2 separate regions of the Zea mays genome follow, and region 2 is linked to region 1. The links are chromatin contacts, called in public Hi-C maps. All regions are on one chromosome and are shown on one strand. Each heading gives the region's core, a stretch centred on a gene start, on an enhancer-like site or on the middle of the called end of the contact. The rest is flanking DNA. Distances are from core to core; before and after follow the strand shown.

Region 1 (3,643 bases), core at 1,072-3,571:
CTTTTCTGAGGGCTAGTTTGAAAACTCCATTTTTTATTTTTATTGTTTCAAGTGAAATTAATTTATTTCTTTTTGGAAAAATATAAATTTCTTGAAAAATAGAGTTTTCAAACTAGTTCTAATCATAAGTTATTTTGTCTAAAACATTTTTTTTCTGAAAGAATATATATAAAAAGATTTATACATTGTAAAAGCACTTTTCATAATAAAATTAGCAACGCCAAATTATATAAAAGGTATGGATATCTGTTGTCAAGATTGGATACGGTCGTGCTTCTTACATTTAAATAGTAAAAATAATACAATTATGTATAATGAGAATCCAAATTATGGTTGTCAGGGCCGTGCCAGTAAAAATCGAGGCCCCGTACGAAATTATTGAATAGAGGCTCTTATCACAAAATCACTAAAATATAAATTTATAAAAACATAAATGCTGTAATGTATTATATAGAAATGGAATTTATGAAAATTATACCTATTAAACTCTTGGTTATATAAATTTTACTTGAACAATTTTATTTTCTTTGTGTTCCTTGCAATAGATTCTTAATGGTATGATCATATTCAATCTTATCCAACAATCCACTCTCAAAGCTTTTAGTAACCGGAATCATATTTTCAAAGACCAATTGGTCAAAGACATGGCATCGATAATTGGATCTTAAAATACTACAATATTTAATATACATATATACAAGATAAATAGAATAATCAATAAATTATTTTACTAACAAAGTTAGCAAATAAATATACATGTATACAGTAGGATGTTAGAGGTACCTTATGATTTGAACACTTTATTTCCTAAATATCAAGACACAAAGCAAGTGACGGAGGGAGATCGTTGTTGCCGCGTTGGCTGTCTACCGCTGGACGACGAACGAGTGTAGTGTAGACGGTAGAATCACGCTGTGCGCTGGTGGCAGGCGAAACAAATGTCTGTGATCGTCGCCCATCAGGCAGCAGGCGAAACAAGGTCACGTCGAACGATAGGAGAAATGATTAAAGAAAGATATATTGTGTCCGTCTAGCAGGCTGCACGCGGCAGGATTTACATTCTAGTTCCTAATAATCTAATTAGAATTACTAATAGATCATACACGGAAAGTTAGGGCCCCAAATAAATGGGGGGCCTGTTCAGCCAAACAGGATGCACCGGCTTGTGCACGGGCCTGATGGTTGTCAACTCTACACCGATATTCCTATTCACCTAGCCAACTAAGCATATATATCTTTGTATTTTATATTCGACACTTAGAAAATATTTTGAAGCACACCGATTTTAAAAAAAACCAAATTCTGTCTCCCGTTTTTTAGAAACTGATTTATGAAAATAAGTTTGGTGGAGATGTTTGAAACTCAATTTCTAAGAAATCGGTTTCTAGTTTTTTCTATACACAATTATCAACATATCTTTTCTCTATTTTTATAAGTGGTGTCAATAGATGTAAATTCTATGAAATCAATGAGAGCGTGATGCAATTAAACAAACACAAGCTAGTTTTAGTTAGAGGAGAGTAGCTTCTTGGTTTTTAAGAACTTGAGAATTTATTTTCTATAAATCAGTTTTTTTAAAATTATGTGCTTCCAAACAACACCATAAATATAAATAGAAATCATAGCAACGTACTAGCAATAAGTAGAAACTATAGTAACCTACAAACACTTTACTATTTAACTTATAGCAAATGTAAATGGATTTATACACGGGAACGGAGGAGTACCCGACGCAAGACTGGTCATTGGATCTTTAAAAAAAAGAAGAATAAATAAAGAAAAAGGAAGCACAATCCCCGTCTTCAGCGGTTAGCTACAAGCCTACAAAGGCGAAAGTATCCGCATCCACTTCAGGCCCCAGCGCGAGCGCAATCCATTCCAGACCTGAACCCCTGCCGAGCCCCGATCCCCTAGTACCATCCCCATCACAGCCATCGTCATCGGCGCATCGCCTCGCGCGCAATATCCTTGGCTCCACGCCCCCCACTTTACATCCCCACTTCTTTATTGGAACAATTGGATCTATACCATTAAAAGATCCAAACTTTAGATATATACCATGGACCCCACGTGTTATTAACTCATGTGGACCCACATGTAAGTGAGATAGTAATGGTATAGATCTAAATTGGTGATCTTTTAATGGTATGGATCCAAATTTTTCTTCTTTATTTTATCCTCGTGAATCAATGAGCGCAGCGAGGAACGGTGAAGCAAAGCTAAGGTATCGGACGAACACATAGGGGGCGAGCGAGCCGACTGACGAGCACAAGACCGGCGGACGGGGCCGCCTAATCCAGTGAGAGCTCCCCCAAGCGCCATGGCGTCGGACAGTCGCCCCCCCAAGCGCTCCCCCTCCGCGCGACGCGTGGCGCCGCGTCACGCGCACCACCACCACTCGCAGTCGTCGGGCGGGAGCACGTCCCGCGCAGGCGCGGGAGGAGGTGGCGGGGGCGCTGCGGCCACGGAGTCGGTCTCCAAGGCCGTCGCTCAGTACAACCTAGACGCGCGGCTCCACGCGGTGTTCGAGCAGTCGGGCGCGTCGGGCCGCAGCTTCGACTACTCCCAGTCGCTGCGCGCGCCGCCCACGCCGTCCTCCGAGCAGCAGATCGCCGCCTACCTCTCACGCATCCAGCGCGGCGGCCACATCCAGCCCTTGGGCTGCACGCTCGCCGTCGCCGACGACTCCTCCTTCCGCCTCCTCGCCTTCTCTGAGAACGCCGCCGACCTGCTCGACCTGTCGCCGCACCACTCCGTTCCCTCGCTCGACTCCGTGGCGCTGCCCCCTGTTTCCCTTGGTGCCGACGCACGCCTCTACTTCTCCCCCTCGTCCGCGGTCCTGCTGGAGCGCGCCTTCGCCGCGCGCGAGATATCGCTGCTCAACCCGCTATGGATCCACTCCAGGGCCTCCTCCAAGCCGTTCTACGCCATCCTCCACCGCATCGACGTCGGCGTCGTCATCGACCTCGAGCCCGCACGCACCGAGGACCCCGCTCTCTCCATCGCCGGCGCAGTCCAGTCCCAGAAACTCGCGGTCCGCGCCATCTCCCGCCTCCAGGCGCTACCCGGCGGGGACGTCAAGCTCCTATGCGACACAGTCGTGGAGCATGTTCGCGAGCTCACTGGTTACGACCGTGTCATGGTGTACAAGTTCCATGAAGACGAGCACGGGGAAGTTGTCGCAGAGAGCCGGCGCGATAACCTTGAGCCTTACCTCGGATTGCATTATCCCGCCACAGATATCCCCCAGGCGTCGCGGTTCCTGTTCCAGCAGAACCGCGTGCGAATGATCGCAGACTGCCATGCCATCCCGGTGAGAGTCATACAAGATCCTGGGCTGTCGCAGCAGCTGTGTTTGGTAGGCTCCACGCTACGCGCTCCGCACGGGTGCCATGCACAGTACATGGCGAACATGGGGTCAATTGCGTCGCTTGTTATGGCAGTCATCATTAGCAGTGGTGGTGACGACGAGCGAACAGGTCGGGGTGCCATCTCCTCATCAATGAAGTTGTGGGGGTTAGTGGTGTGCCACCATACATCACCACGGTGTATCCCTTTTCCATTGAGGTATGCTTGCGAGTTTCTCATGCAGGCATTTGGGCTGCAGCTCAACATGGAGTTGCAGCTTGCGCACCAGCTGTCA
Region 2 (3,369 bases), core at 553-3,052, 160 kb before region 1:
CGAAAATTAAATTACTAGGCAAGTAGGCATTTCTGTGCAGATAATCATTGAGCAAGCTCGCTGCAAAAGGTGAATTTGCTGAATAATAACCCCAACACAGGGCAAGTATGCAAAGTAAAAGGACATTGCTGCTTTTGGCATCCATCTGGAGTTGACAATTGTGTAATTTGTTAACTGAAACTATGGTACTACGGTAGTTTTAAAAACTCATGCCATGCAAGTCCTGTCTGCAAACAAGAACTATACTAGCACAACCAAAGCCAAAAAAAAATCTAGTTACTACAATCCCAAATCCCAGACTATAGGTTACATGAACTGAACCTTCCAATTACTGCAAACACAAAGGATCAATTGCGCTTCCCACATTGAGAACAGAATGGACTACATAGGGAAAATAAACCCAGACTGAAAGTCAAACATGAACATTAAGATCCTATAACATGCAAAGAACTGAATCAATTGATGATCGTTCAGCAGAATTTGTGTTCAGTACCTTGCAGCTAGTCCAATACAAACAGTGGATACATCAGGCCTGATATGCTTCATTGTATCAAATATAGCCATTCCTAACAGAAAACGAAAATGCATTAGTATTAATTGAAGCAGCTAACGCAGACATACTATGTTAGATGAGCTATTACCAGCTGTCACTGACCCTCCTGGCGAATTCACATACATAATGATATCCTACAGGAAGGTTGACAAGGATCATGCACTAGATGGAAGAAACCACGTTTTGAATATATAATTGCCATGTATTCGAGTCCCTAGCTAGATGAAATGGCAACATTGGATAAACCTACAAGTTCAGTGGTTACAATTGTATAACCCAATTCCGCAACACAGAAAGTTAAAGAAGCACTGTACAAAGTTTAGTACTACAATGTTGGTTCACTGTCTGGTATCAACAAACAAAGGTTTATTTAAAGCGCAAGCATGTTCTATTCACATGGGAATTACAGCAGCAAACGGTTGTCCCGTTCGTTTTCACCTTATTGGGATCAATAGCGTCGAGGTAGAGCAGTTGTGCTACAATGATGTTGGCCATATCATCCTCAACGGGGCCTCCGCACCGAATAATTCTCTGCATAGAGACAGATATATAGTCACACAAACCTCACAATACAATCCAGTAAAACCCTTCCTGGTAAGGCTTTGTTCGGTTGAGGGGAGATTAAATCCCCTTCTATTCAATTTTGACTAGGGAGGGAATCCCCTCCAATCCAGATCCAAGTATCCAACCAAACAAGCCCTAAGGAGGTCAAACACTTTACACAATCCAGTGCCGTCGTACGTGCTGGAAAAGCTGACTGACGACGCTCTGGAACCGCTCCATCACCATGGGCGACGGCCCACGCTCCTGCCCCGCCGCGGACTCCACTGGGAAGTAGGGCGACCTTGGCACCACCAAGTCATCCCTACCACAGGCACAAGCAACATCAGAAACCCCGTGGCACCTCACGAAGCCCATTTCAGGCAGACGGACGAAGCTCGAAGGGCTCAAGACAAATTCCACCTGATCGACCAAATCCCGCGCCGCGGATTAGCCCCGTAAGGCACCGCACCTCCGGCTACGGCGGTAGTTACGGCACGAGCGCACCTCCTGCTCCTGCAAGACGCGGAAAGAAAGTTAGGGGACGGCAGAGATGGCGGGAAGAGAAAGGCGAAGGGAGAGGACAGAAACCTGAGGAGTTGGAGAGATCTGGGAGCAGGGTTGGTATTGGGGTTCGGGCGGAGGAGAGGAGTGGTCAGCGAGGAGGAAGAGGTGGTGGTCGCCATGGATGGGAATGGGGTGCTCGCGTGGGGTTTTGGGCGGAGGGCGGAAGGGGCTTTGGTTTGCTAGCCCTCGCCTCTTATCCGCGAGGCGAGGTAACTGGTAACGGAGGGTCCGGGAGTCACTGGGTTAAAAGTGAAAGCGTGGGCTTAGATATATGGGCTTTTGGCCTTTCGGCCTCGTCCGCACTTAGAGGCCTACAGCAGGGTGTTCGCATGAGATGACAATGGTGACTCTGCCCTTGAAGAGTTTTAAGTCTCTATATAAAGTAACATGTACCCCTTTATAAAAAGTGAAGTGAAAGAGGTCAACCCTACATCGTGTCTCTTATGTGCTTTCTCTGAGTGTGTGTAGGGATGAAAACGGTCGGAAACGGTATTTATTCGGTAATCAGTTTTTTAGTCGTTTTTATTTAATTGCGAATAAATAGGATATAAAATCTATAATACAAATTTATATTCTTGTTTTTAACATCCAGCTTGTAAAGATTCATAAAAGGTAAACATCAAATTCATCATATATTTTCTTAAATAATATATATAAACTTCGGTATGGATTCAGAAATAAATTCGGTAATTTTTTCAACCTTTTATGTTGTAGGGAGCAAATAATACATAAAAAATTATGTAATATTTTATTAATATTTGTACTAATGTGCTAGATAACATAAAAAATCAACATCAAATTTTATACATATTTATTTTAAAATATTAAATTTGTTCTATCAGTTCAGATGACCACTTTCATCCCTAAGTGTGTGGATTAGGGATGGCAATGGGCACAGATTACCCGCAAGCCCGCGGGCACAAACCCTATAGGGTGCGGGTTTGGGTTTGGGTTTATACCCGCAGGTAATGGTATGGGTTTAAATTTGTACCCAATGGGTTTATTGAAAGTCGCCTAGAGGGGGGTGAATAGGCGGAACCTGAAAATTAAAACTTTATCCCCCAACTAGATCCCTTGATTAGTGGTTAGAACAAGATAAATATCGGAGAATAGAAACTAAGTTCTTGCTTGAAAGGAATATTGCTAAATAATGCGGGAGAGATAAATCAATACAACTAATAAGTTATAGAATAACAAAGCAAGAACCCTTAGAAGAGGAGAGCACTAGAACAAGTTCTTTTCTTGCAATGTGTTGCTTCACTAAATGGAAATTTAACTTGAAGCAATACCAAATGAAATTAGCAAATAATGGTGCAAGAAAACTTAGAGCAAGGGAAAGCAAACAAATCACAAGCAATAAACACAATGGACACGGGTGATTTGTTTTACCGAGGTTCGGCCCTCGAAGGCCTAGTCCCCGTTGAGGAGTCCACTTAAGGACGGGTTTTTTCAACCCTTTCCCTCTCTCCCCCGATCACACAAGGATCGGTGAGCTCTTCTTCTTCTCAAGGATCACTCTCGATCCCACAAGGACCACCACAATCTTTGGTGTCTCTTGCTAGCTTTTACAAGCCTCCAAAAATTTGGAGGAAGTTCAATGGGAGTCAAAACTCCACGCGCAAATGAACACAAAGATGAAGCACACACTATCTCTCGATGAATCTCACAAGGCACTAGTGCTAAACTCAAATGAGTAGCTCTCTTTTGCT

Evidence for each region. A called contact is a pair of places that touch in the nucleus more often than the background predicts.
Region 2: a Hi-C map of endosperm shows a contact between it and region 1, with 4 times the contacts expected there. The contact joins the promoter of LOC100194286 here to the promoter of LOC100381811 in region 1. A contact is called at or near these places in 6 of 25 Hi-C or Micro-C datasets (ear, endosperm, leaf and 2 more).

What each region holds. Positions count from the first base shown.
Region 1 is chr9:141,027,247-141,030,889 of Zm-B73-REFERENCE-NAM-5.0, reverse strand. It overlaps LOC100381811 (phytochromeB2), which reads left to right and starts at 2,321. Exons shown (of 4, transcript NM_001174606.1): 1 at 2,321-3,643. The coding sequence starts at 2,321.
Region 2 is chr9:141,190,761-141,194,129 of Zm-B73-REFERENCE-NAM-5.0, reverse strand. It overlaps LOC100194286, which reads right to left and starts at 1,802. Exons shown (of 9, transcript NM_001366816.1): 1 at 1,685-1,802; 2 at 1,517-1,609; 3 at 1,295-1,418; 4 at 992-1,084; 5 at 642-687; 6 at 494-566. The coding sequence starts at 1,779.